Linked DNA regions of Sus scrofa: regions 1 and 2 are each linked to region 3. The links are chromatin contacts, called in public HiChIP or PLAC-seq maps. All regions are on one chromosome and are shown on one strand. Each heading gives the region's core, a stretch centred on a gene start, on an enhancer-like site or on the middle of the called end of the contact. The rest is flanking DNA. Distances are from core to core; before and after follow the strand shown. Region 1 overlaps RBMS2 (RNA-binding motif, single-stranded-interacting protein 2). Region 2 holds the start of MYL6B (myosin light chain 6B). Region 3 holds the start of PAN2 (PAB-dependent poly(A)-specific ribonuclease subunit PAN2).

Region 1 (3,859 bases), core at 637-3,136, 200 kb after region 3:
GTGGGAAGAAGCTGTGGTATCAGTTGTACATTGAGCTTGGGCCCCACTTTCCCTTCCCTCCACCCACCCCAGAGTTGAGAGTCCCTGTGCCTCAAGTGTCCTTTTGTACATCCCTGGGGCAGGGCTTGGGAACAATATGTAGGACAAAAAGTGTAAAGGACAAAATTGCCGCTATTAATTTTCTCATGGGTACTTCCAATCTCAGGATTTCCCTAATGTCAAACAGCCCCATGCCCAGTAACCTTCTAGAAGGGTTTGTCTGGGCAGGTAGCTCTTGTTTCTGAGCTGTCTCTAGCCCTTAGTGAAGCCCATAGATTTCTTGCAGTGGCCTTGAAGAAAAGGAGAAGAATCTAGAATCCTAGTAACTTAATCCATAGTAGTTTGGGGAAGCCTTGCTTTGCTAGGTTTAGTGAAATTAGGGCCTTTCATGTGTAGAAACTGTTCATATCACTGCTGCCCCTCCTCTGCCTTCCAGAATTCCTAGTTCTGTCTACTTTCTCCATATTTAAATGTTTATATGGCTGTGGTTTTCTTTGTTTTACAATTCCAAAGTTACTTTTTGTGTGTTCTCTTCATGTGAATCTGCATAATGGATTCTGTTAGGAGTTCTGGTTTGGGCAGGCTTGGGCATGGGAAATGATGGAGAGCCTGGAGTTATTTTTGAAGTGGTTCATGGCATCGTGGAATTTCATTTGGGTATTTTGGGGATACACTCATGATATTTTTTCCCTAGTTGTTCTTTTTTTTTTTTGGGTGCACCCATGGCATGTGGAAGTTCCCAGGCCAGGGATCGAACTTGCACCACAGCAGTGACACCACCAAACCCTTAACCCACTCTGCCACAAGGGAGCTTCCTTTAAGTTCATTTTTAACAATTCTTAACATGGGTGAGTGATTGGAGAAAGGAGAGGAGGAATGAGGGATATTTTTTTTCTCATGAAATAGTGCAATGGTGGAAGAGTAATTGTGGAGAGTAGCCTTCAAGCTCACAGCCTAGAGCTGGGCTCTTTAAGCACTATGGCTGTGAAGTACCCACTTGGTAATAGCAGGTTAAGGAGTCAGCATTGCCACAGCTGTTGCAACTGAGGCACAGGTTTGATCCCTGGCCTGGGAATCTTTTCATGCCACAGATGCAGCCAAAAATCCACCCACCCCACCCCCGCAACATCATAAGCTCTGTCTTCTTGGAGCCCAGGTCATACCCTCTCTGTACTTCACATTTCACCCCCACTCATTACAGATGCTCACAACAGTCTTAAAATATTCTAGTACTTTGTGTTTTTCTATTTTCAGTCAAATAGAACGTATCAGAATCCCTCTCTCAGATGATGTATTCCTTTACTAGGCTCAGAGCCTGTTTGTCCCATCTCATACTAGTGCTATTACTGTTCCCTTCTCAACTCTGAGATGACACTCAACCCTGAGGCTAATTAGACTTTTTGGAAGAGGATGTAGGTCGAGGTTAGGGAAGATGTGGAAATGATGATGGGGAGACATGTTGTTTTTAAAGAGTGTTTTTAACCAAAGAATTTGGAGACACCCAGACTAGGAAGCCTGGTGCCTCTGAAGAAGTAATAAATAGCCCTTGTCAGTAACAGATGGGGTTCGCAGGGGACATTGCTTGCACTGAGGGTGACGACTAGCCTTTGCTGCCCTACCAACCTCCCTCACATTGGGCCACCTCAGCCCAGTTCCATTCTTCCTTTCCTGACTCATCACTGAGCTCATTCGGCCCTTCAGTGTCTGCAGTGCTCATTCTCTGCCACTTGAGTGTCATCCTTTTGGGGGCCCACTCCAAAAAGGCGCAGTGAGAACCCTTCCTGGAATAGAATGATCCAGGGATCCCGACAGTAGAATCTATGAGGGGGCGGAAATCTGCTCTCTTGTGCACTTGCCCCACCTTCTGGGAGAGCAGCAGCATTGCATTTATGAGAGGGCTGCTTTGACCTTCTCTGCCTAGAGCAGTAAACTTGCCTGGGAGACCAGGTCTAACTAAACCTGTCCCCAGACTTGCTAGATCGGCTCAGAGAGGGTGGGTTATTATGAAAGTCAGTCTGTAAGGACTAGCTCTTAAATCTTGTGCCTTATCACACTAATCCTTCCTCATTCCCTCTTAAACTAACTACTCCATTTCTGTGCTACTACCTTTAGGCCCTTCCAAGCATTAGTTGAACCCTCAGGTTTACTCAGCTTACCCACTCCTTTTGTAGAATGGTCTTCCTGCAGCAACTGAGACAGGCCTGTGAGCTCTATCACCATTCCCACCTTTGCTCAATGCTGTACCTCCCTAGGGGTGGTCCCCAACTATAGTAATGAGAAAGCTAGGTGCCGTCTCACCCCACTTAGCACTGCTCCTTCTCTCTGGCCTATCCACTTCCATTTTGAATAAACCTTCATTCTCCAGACACATCCCCAGATCTTCCTTGTCCTTGTTACAGATCTACCTCACAGTGTTACAGTTCAACAAGGGCACAAGCACCTGGTTTACTCTTTCCTTCCTTTACTCTGTTTTTCCCTTCATGAAGGTTAGGAAGCTGGGGGCTAGAAAGGGCTCATAGTCAAATGTAAAAACTCTTTTGGTTATTTCTTTTTTTTTTTTTTTAATCACTGCTACAAACCCATGCCCTATTTCATGAGTGCATTTAAGATTAAATAATTTTTTATTCCATTAACTTTGTCAGTCTTTTTTTTTTTTTTTTGGCTTTTTGTCTTTTTAGGGCTGCACCCATGGCGTATGGAGGTTCCCAGGCTAGGGGTCTAATTGGAGCTACAGCTGCTGGCCTACGCCAGAGCCACAGCAACGCCAGATCCAAGCCACGTCTGCGACTACACCACAGCTCATGGTAATGCCCACTGAGCGAGGCCAGGGATGGAGCCCGCAACCTCACCTAGTTGGACTGTTTATGCTGTGCCACGACAGGGACTCCTCTTTTGGTTATTTCTACTTCTGAAATATCTTACGAGATTTTTACCTCATTTATCACTCCAGAATAGTGTAGACTCTTCAGTTAGGTTTTGCTGTGGTAGGCCAGGGGGTAGGGTAGCCCAAGTAATAACTACCTAGGATATTAACTAATGCTTGGAAGGCACCCCCAGGAACAATGACACTGGAGCAGAGCTCAGAACCTGAGAGGCTGAGAGAGTTGGCCAGTTAGTGGCTGTCATTCTGCTGAGAAGGTAAGCATGCACTCAGGGCTGAAAGCAGAGATGTTCCTTCTCCACCTATTCATTAGTTTAATTTGTCACCAAACAAAACCTCCAGTCTGGAGGGTGATAAGCTTTCCTAGCCTAAGTAAAGAAAGTTCTCCCTCAATTACTGATGCCCACATCCCAACACACACCTTTTTTTGACTGCTCTCTCGCATGCACTTACTACCTTGGACAGCAAGTTTGATTTAGACTCAAACGCACATTTTGTAGTTTGTGTTCCTTTATCCAGAGTTTACTAGTTTTACAACTCCTGCCATGTCTATGCCAATGCCACCCATTGTTCTTTTTCTGACTCTTGGTATTCTCATGTTCTTTGCCTACAATTTGGTATAGCTTTATCTTCTTTCAACTTTTACTCTGAAATAAAACACGAAAGTCTACCTCCTGGTGTCTTATCCTGGGTGGAAAGTGGTGATGGGCACATATATCTGCTACAGTGAGAACACAGGAAGCCACAGCCACGTCTCACAGGGCAGGTTATTGGGCATGCTTGAATTCCTTGTTCTAACACCTTGGCCAGGAGCACCTGTTCAATCCACATAAGCAGAAATTCTGCCTTGTATGCCTCCTGCACAGGAAGAGCCAAGCTTGGAAATTTAGGGATAAACCTTGGAGTTTAGGGGCATACTGCACCACTGCCTGCTGTCTC
Region 2 (3,874 bases), core at 217-2,716, 180 kb before region 3:
TGAAGACCCTAGATTCAAATTTAAGTAGGCTGGGAGTTCCCGTTGTGTTTAAGTGGAAATGAACCCGACCAGTATCCATGAGGATGTGCATTCGATCCCTGGCCTCACTCAGTGGGTGGGGATCCGGGGTTGCCATGAGCTGCAGTGTAGGTCACAGACAAAGCTCAGACCCCGAGCTGCTGTAGCTGCGGTGTAGGCCGGCAGCTGGAGCTCCGATTCCACCCCTAGCCTGGGAACCTCCATATGATGCAGATGTGGCCTAGAAAAAAAACAAAACAAACAAACAAACAAAAATTAAGTAGCCTGAAAAAGAACTCAAAACAATAGCAAATAAAACATCACATTTAAGCAGGCTAGTCTGAATCCACACTCTTTAGCACCCTCTATGGTTCATGCAGTACCTGCTCTGTGGAGACCTTCAGAAATGGTTGCTAACACCCTCCACCTCCTCATCGGTTATTGTTTTTATTATACAATCCATTTCTACTCTTCCAAAAAGCCTTCCCCAACCAGCCAACATCAATTCTGCACTGCCCATTAAGTTCATTTATGCCTCACTCTTCTGACCTCTTGTGGGCTTTCTACTCCCACCCACTGCCTGCAAGCAAGCCCGTGCAAGCCCCAATCTCCAGCATGGTATGCACCTTCAGGGCATTTACTCTTCCATCTAGTAGTAGATCAGTGGGGCTGGGCTGGTTCCTTACCAGCCCAAAGGAGACCTTTCAAAAGCATCTTGGGGGATGTACAACACAGAGAATATAACCAATATTTATAACTATTAATGGAGTACATACAACCTACCTGAAACAGAATATTCTGTACCAACCATACCTCAATTAAACACAAACAAGGAGTTCCCTCTGTGGCTCAGCAGGTTAAGGACACGACGCTACCTCTGTGAGGAGGCAGGTTCAATCTCTGGGCTCACTCAGTGAGTTAAGGATCCAGTTTTGCCACAGGTGATGTAGGTAGCAGATGCAGCTCGGATCCCTGTTGCCCTGGCTGTGGAACAGGCCTCAGCTGTAGGTCCAATTGGACCCCCCCCCCTCGCCTGGGAACTTCAATGTGCCACAGGTGCGACCATTAAAAAAAAAAAAAATCTAAAAAACAACCAGCCATCCACGGGAAAGAGATGTCCAATGCTGGGCAGAGATGTCTCAGAGTCAAGAGCTGGAGAACGCAGGCCTCCACTCCAAAGAGACCTGTGAAGAACAGAAAGGGTGCCTGATGCATACGCGGCCGCAGAATGGAGAAACTTCAACTCGGACTGCGGCAGGTTAGCCGGCTTAATTCCAAATTTTAACGTTTACTTCAACTACCAGTTCACTTCAAACAAACAACTTTACTGTTCCAAGTCATACAGCCACTCAATGGCCTCTATTTTCTACCGAACTGCAACAGGAAGCTAAACTGACCTAACCACTCGGCCCGGGGCCGTTAAGTGCTTCCTGAGCTACCTGACCTTCTATCTGAGCCTGGGGCAGCTACAACCCTTCCGCTGCTTCCGCGTTCTCACAGCGAACTCAGGAAAACAGCTCCGCCCACACTAAACAGTGAACTCAGGGCCAAACAAGGGAGATATTCTGAAGGGCCGCGCACGTTTTGAGAGTCAGTGAAAAGTACTTTTTCCGGGATAAGAAACGCGCCCCAAACATACTGAGTCACCAACCGCCGCTTCGGGCCGGAAGCCACCGCACTAACACCGCCCCCCTTACGTAGTTAAGCGGAGTTTCCCGTGAGCCTCCGGGCGCGCGCGAGGACTACGATTCCCGGCATGCTCGGTGGCTGGCGAAATTAACCCTTCAGGGACTGCGGCTGCCCTTCGCCCCGCCTCCTCCTCTTACCTGGACCCCTCAGGGTGAGTTTTTGGGGCTTTGGGGAGGGACTCTTTCCTTTATTTAATATTTAGGGTGTGTGTATGTGAGTGTGTGTGTGTGTGGTGTGTGTGTGTGAGAGAGAGAGAGAGAGAGAGAGAGAGTGATGTGCTTATTTTCCTAAAATGAGGCAATTGGCAGTAATGAGATTCAGAGACTTTTTTGGAGTGGGAGACCCAGCATCAACTCTCTGAACCCCAGGACCTAAGTGGGATCACTCTTATCTTCCTCGGAATGCTGTTTAAATCGTCTCTTTCTTTAACCCCAGAACAAAACTAGCCAGTGACGCCCCCCCCCCCACCCCATATGCCCGGACTTCGACTCTACCCCAGCGCTCCCAGCAAGGTTTGTAATCTGGCAACCTAGTCTGGAGGTTTTATTATCCCTCTGGTTGGGAATGAGTACTCATGGAGGCCAAAGGGCCTCCCACGTCCTTTTGGATTAGAGATTTTAGAAATTAAGCCCTTTGCCTCTCAGAGCCTGCCCTTCCCCCCAGGTGCAAGGAGCCCCTGCAGGTTCAGACACCCTACTTGTGTCTGACCTGAATGACCATAGGTTTGTGGACAAGTGTTCCTTCCTTGGGAGTATGGATGGTGGGTGTTAAACTGTCCTTGCCCGCATCCCCGCTCCTTAAACGTTTAACACTGGGTACAGGAACAATCGGAGGGGGAGGTCACACTCTTCTCTTACTATTCTGTCTCTATTTTGTACACAGTTCCAGTTCTGGGCTGGCAGGAAGAGGGTTAGAGAATTACAGTATTCAGGATTATGAAGCTGTGGGATCCACTATCCCTGCTTCTCATCCATGGTCAGAGAGGAGCAGAGAGTCTGCTTGTTTTTTTCACCTTTCACTACTCCCAGACCCCACTTTAACAATCACAGTTCACAAGGCCCCCATCCCTGCTTCAGCCTTCAAGAGTCTAAAGCTGCTAGGAAAAAGGGCTCTTCTGAGTCAGAGGGTTGAGGGCATTGAATGCCTGGATCTCCTTCTTTGCCTCACCCCTATTTTACTGTTTGTCACTGGCAAGCATCCTATCCTCACCCCGGAGGTTAACTCCCCCATTCTGGGCAGTCTCTGGCTTCCTCCCCCTGCCCCCAAAGGGGCCATTGTTCTGGTCAGCATTTGGGGCCAGGTGGACAGAAGGGAGAAGACCTTGGGGCAGGAGTCCTGAACCATAGGAGGCCAGGGGAGTGAGGGCAGGCCAGCATATCTCTCCTCTATCTCACCCTCCCCATCGCCAACTGGCTCCCTGCCCCTGCCCCCGCCCCTTGACATCCCAGACTCCCTGGCTATTTAAACAGAGATGGGTGCCCCCATCGGCACACTGTCCTTTGGCCACCGGACATCATGCCTCCCAAGAAGGATGTTCCCGTTCCCGTGAAGAAACCAGTGGGGCCCCCTAACCCCAAGCCTGCTGCGCCTGCTGCCAAGCCAGCAGCAGGGGCCCCTCCAGCCAAGCCACCACCAGCGTCAGCGTCAGCGCCAGCACCAGCACCAGCACCAGCACCAGCTGTCCCTTCAGCCTCTGCGAAGATCCAGGAGCCCCCCGTCGATCTCTCCAAAGTGGTGGTGAGTCCCTGGAAAGTGAGAAAAGAATTTGGAGGGAGTGGTAAAGGGTGGGATTCAGCCTAGAGGACTAGGGGGTATCTAGAAGGTAGGGAATCAGTAAGCACTGGATGATAGCGGGGGTTTCCCTTCGTCCCCTATTTGGAAGGATTCAGGGTCATGACTCTGCTATTGTCTTTGTTGAGCTCTTCCTCTAATCTATAACACGTTCTGTGTACGTATATACACACACATTCTCACTGACCCTCCTGCTGGAGGCAGGGACTGTGAGATGGGGAACATCTGGGTTCTGAGGACAGTTTCAAGGTGAAGGGAGGGAGCTGCTGCCGGCCCCTGGCTGACTGTTCAACACGAAAGGCCACAGCTCTGAACCCCAGGAAGGAAGGCTGAAGAGGACAGACTTGTTAGACAATCACAGCTGGGGGCCAGGGGT
Region 3 (3,770 bases), core at 1,074-3,573:
CCCCGAAACTCGCCGGCATTTCCTATCATTTCTAGGCATGGAAAAGAAAAAAGGAAGCAGGAGGCAGCCTCTTTACGCGGTCCAAGTAGCCGCATCTTCTGCGATTCTAAGGCAACCACCTGAAACTCCCATCTGTGATTATTCCCTTCCCAGAGGCCCTGGAAATATTTCCAAGGAACAGGACCCCTCAGCTATCAAATTCCCCTAACTCATGGAGCTGGACATTATTCCTCAGAGGGGCAGATCACCGCAAACTGAGACTTTTGCCTTTCAAACTCTTACATATTTAGCGTCAACACTTACTCTGAGGGATTCTTGGTGTCTAACTCAGAGTTTGAACTGCTTTGGAATAGATCCAGGTGGTTAGATGTCTTTGGAGTACTTTAGCTCATTTTCGAAAGGCCATGTTAGACGGTCTCTTTAGTAGAAGGAATTCCTCATAGAGGTTTTTTGTTTGTTTTTTGTTTTTTTTTGTCTTTTTGCCTTTTCTAGGGCCACTCCTGCGGAGTATGGAGGTTCCTGGGCTAGAGGTCTAATCGGAGCTACAGCTGCTGGCCTACACCACAGCTCACGGCAATGCTGGATCCTTAATCCACTGAGCAAGGCCAGGGATCGAACCCGCAACCTCATGGTTCCTAGTCAGATTAATTAACCACTGAGCCGAGACGGGAACTCCCCTCATAGAGTTTTAAATACTCTTTCTCGGAGTTCCCGTCGTGGCGCAGTGGTTAACGAATCCGCCTAGGAACCATGAGGTTGTGGGTTCGGTCCCTGCCCTTGCTCAGCGGGTTAATGATCCGGCGTTGCCGTGAGCTGTGGTGTAGGTTGCAGACGCGGCTCGGATCCCGCGTTGCTGTGGCTCTGGCGTAGGCCGGTGGCTACAGCTCCGATTCAACCCCTAGCCTGGGAACCTCCATATGCCTCGGGAGCGGCCCAAGAACCAAGAAATAGCAACAACAACAAAAAAGACAAAAGACAAAAATAAATAAATAAATAAATACTCTTTCTCTCTCTCAAGACAAGTAGACCTTCATAAAATCACCCAAGAATTTAGACTTCCAGGATTCTGTAAGGAAGGGGTCTTAGACTTAGTCAGATGTCATAGACCTCAGAGAAAAACACCTTAACTCAGAGAGGGTCCCTAGATTTAACATCTTACAAAGGAGTTCCTGTTATGGCTCAATGGTAATGAACCCGTCTAGTAACCATTAGGATGTGGGTTCGATCCCTGGCCTCAGTCAGTGGGTTAAGTGTCCGATGTTGCTGTGAGCTGTGGTGTAGGTCACAGACCTGCATTACGGTGGCTATGGCATAGGCCAGCAGCTGCAGCTCTGACTTGAAACCTATCCTGGGAACTTCCATATGCCACACGTGTGGCCTTAAAAAAATAAAATCTTGCAAAAAAGATGAGTGCTGAGAAACAGGGACAGTTTTTTACGGTTGAGAAATTTACATATTGAAGTCTCAAATTAAGAGAAACTTGGGGGTTCCTGTTGCGGCACAGTGGAAACGAATCCAGCTAGTATCCATGAGGATGCAGGTTTGTTCCCTGTCCTCGCTCAGTGAGTTGGGGATCTGGCATTGCCGTGAGCTGTGATGTAGGTTGTAGACACGGCTCAGATCCTACGTTGCTGTGGCTGTGGCGTAGGCTGGCAACTACAGCTCTGATTCGACGCCTAGTCTGGGAACATGGGAACTTCCATATGCCGCAGGTGTGGCCCTTAAAAAAAAAAAAATTAGGAGAAACTTCACAATGAGAATTACAGGGCCTGAGGTACCAGAGACACCTGAGTTAAATGGTCTACTTTAGTAGTTCCCATTGCGGTTCAGTGGAAATGAACAGGACGAGTATCCATGAGGATGCAGTTTCAATCCCTGGCCCCATTCAGAGTGTTAAAGATCCAGCGTTGCCTCCAGCTGTGGTGCAGGTCATAGACAAAGCTTGGATCTGGTGTTGCTATGGCAGTGGTGTAGGCTGGCAACTGCAGCTCAGATTCAACCCCTAGCCCAGGAAGTTCCATATGCCATGTGTGTGGCCCTAAAAAGACTAAATAAAGAAATGAGCTACTTTTTTTAGGGTGTTCAGTGTCTGCTTCACAGTGTCCATTAGAATGGAACAACTGAGAATGCAGGACCTGAAGTCTGCACTGTAATTCTGTCCAGTTAGTTGGAGGACCATTCTGTGGTCTTAGGCAAGTTACTTACCTCTGCACCTCAGTTTCCTCATCTGTAATATGGGGATAATAATACCTTGTTGGGTTATGGGAAATAAATGATTTTAATACATGAAAAGTGCTTAAATCAAGTACCTGGCTTAAAGTGAGATAAGCCGTCATTATTAACCAATTGGGGAAACTTCAACTGGATTTGGCATCTGGGGATCCAACTGGAAAGGCCTGCTTGGGAGTGTCTTGTCAATGTAGTTTGCATAACGGTTGAGGTCCTGCTGACGTCAAGGGCTCCTTGCAGCTCCAGGTCAGATCTAGTCCTGGAAGTAGTTCCTGTTACAGAACAGTCCCACAATTGCCCCGCCAACCTTGCTTCCTATCCAACTCCCGAAGCACCAGGAAGTGAAACAAAGCCCCGTGCCTCCAACTCACCCTTGTCCCTCTCATCCCATCCCCCAGGGCTCCACTTCCTCCTCCTCCTTTTCACCTTCCATCTCCTATCCTAAAGGGCTCCCAGAATGGGAACCAGAGGTGGGAAAAGCATGGGACACATTATACAAACCTGAGGTGAGCTCTCCTACCCCCACCCAACCTCAATTTCCTTATTCCATGTGTATCCACCGATGTAAAGAAAGGCAAACCATTTCTCCTTCAAACTGAGGTAATCTCTCTGATGCTGGAAATGTTTTACCTAAAGGATGGATTTACCACAGAGTCATATTTGAATCTGTAATTTCATTGGGCAGTTCTGAATAGTCCTAAGGGAAGGGAGACCTCTGTCAAGTGTAAGTTTTTCAGAGAAAAAGGATCAAGCTGTTGGGAAGGCTTTGGGAGCTATCTGTGTGGTCATCCATGGCCTCATTCTGACGTCCAAATTGTCCTGGGACCCTCCACTGGGGTTGGGGCAGTCCCAGATTTGGACCACCCTCCACACCCACGCCCAACCTCACAGTCTCAGCTGTTTCACTTAATGTTGCATCAGGGATGGTGATGAAATCAGTATCAGTGGATTTTACCCACGGATGCAACAGGCTGAAGGACTGAGCCGGGGTCACTGACATTGTGCACCTTCAACCACCCAGAACTCCTGGACTTCTAGCCACGGGGAAGGGGCTGGGTATTGGAATGACAGTTGGATTTCTAGCCTTGGCTTATACTGCCCCCCCCACGCCCCCGCCCCAAATCACCTGAATTCCACAGAGCCCATGAAATTTGGGCCACTAAAGTTGAGCAGTCAGATGGTTCTTAGCAACAGCTCTCGCCCTCCCATAGCCCTCCTATCCTCCAAAGTGAGGCCTGAGGTGAGGGAAAAATAATACCTTATACTGAACTTATGTGGCTTCATAGTTCACAAAGTGCTTTCATATCCATTCTCTCCCAGTGGAAATCAAAATGTTCCCAATAGAGAAGAAAAAGCCCCCTTATTCTTAGATTGAGGGCATCAGGTGGGGACCAAACTTCATTCCAAACTCAGCTAACCATCCTATTAAGAGATGAACGCATGCTTCTGTTTTGGTTTTTACTCAGGCAGGAGGAGATGAGGAAATTAGTTTTGAAGGGAGGGAAGATATCGCTCTGGAGGCAAAAAGATGTGGGAAAGGT

Evidence for each region. HiChIP or PLAC-seq counts read pairs in DNA pulled down with a chosen protein or histone mark.
Region 1: a contact with region 3 is called in an H3K27ac HiChIP or PLAC-seq map of alveolar macrophages. The contact joins the enhancer-like site here to the promoter of PAN2 in region 3. A contact is called at or near these places in 3 of 5 promoter capture datasets (fetal liver, fetal skeletal muscle and liver), 8 of 47 Hi-C or Micro-C datasets (embryonic fibroblasts, epiblast stem cells, fibroblasts and 3 more) and 2 of 2 datasets of contacts at active chromatin or transcription factors (alveolar macrophages and skeletal muscle).
Region 2: an H3K27ac HiChIP or PLAC-seq map of alveolar macrophages shows a contact between it and region 3. The contact joins the promoter of MYL6B here to the promoter of PAN2 in region 3. A contact is called at or near these places in 1 of 5 promoter capture datasets (liver) and 1 of 2 datasets of contacts at active chromatin or transcription factors (alveolar macrophages).

The regions. Positions count from the first base shown.
Region 1 is chr5:21,929,940-21,933,798 of Sscrofa11.1, forward strand. RBMS2 (RNA-binding motif, single-stranded-interacting protein 2) reads left to right here. Exons shown (of 17, transcript XM_021092894.1): 17 at 1-3,590. It overlaps BAZ2A (bromodomain adjacent to zinc finger domain protein 2A), which reads right to left. Exons shown (of 29, transcript XM_001927752.7): 29 at 2,588-3,859. Among named protein-coding and RNA genes, the nearest start is that of BAZ2A, 51 kb to the right of the region's middle. Within about 2 kb of position 1,887, at least 12 of the 83 cell types and tissues checked have an H3K27ac peak or open chromatin away from gene starts, as enhancers often do. A contact at or near this core is called in alveolar macrophages, where this site is marked.
Region 2 is chr5:21,552,885-21,556,758 of Sscrofa11.1, forward strand. It overlaps MYL6B (myosin light chain 6B), which reads left to right and starts at 1,467. Exons shown (of 8, transcript XM_003126266.3): 1 at 1,467-1,858; 2 at 3,177-3,444. The coding sequence starts at 3,223. It overlaps LOC106507496 (a long non-coding RNA gene), which reads right to left and starts at 1,582. Exons shown (of 5, transcript XR_002344288.1): 1 at 1,113-1,582.
Region 3 is chr5:21,728,205-21,731,974 of Sscrofa11.1, forward strand. It overlaps PAN2 (PAB-dependent poly(A)-specific ribonuclease subunit PAN2), which reads right to left and starts at 2,324. Exons shown (of 20, transcript XR_002344302.1): 1 at 2,310-2,324.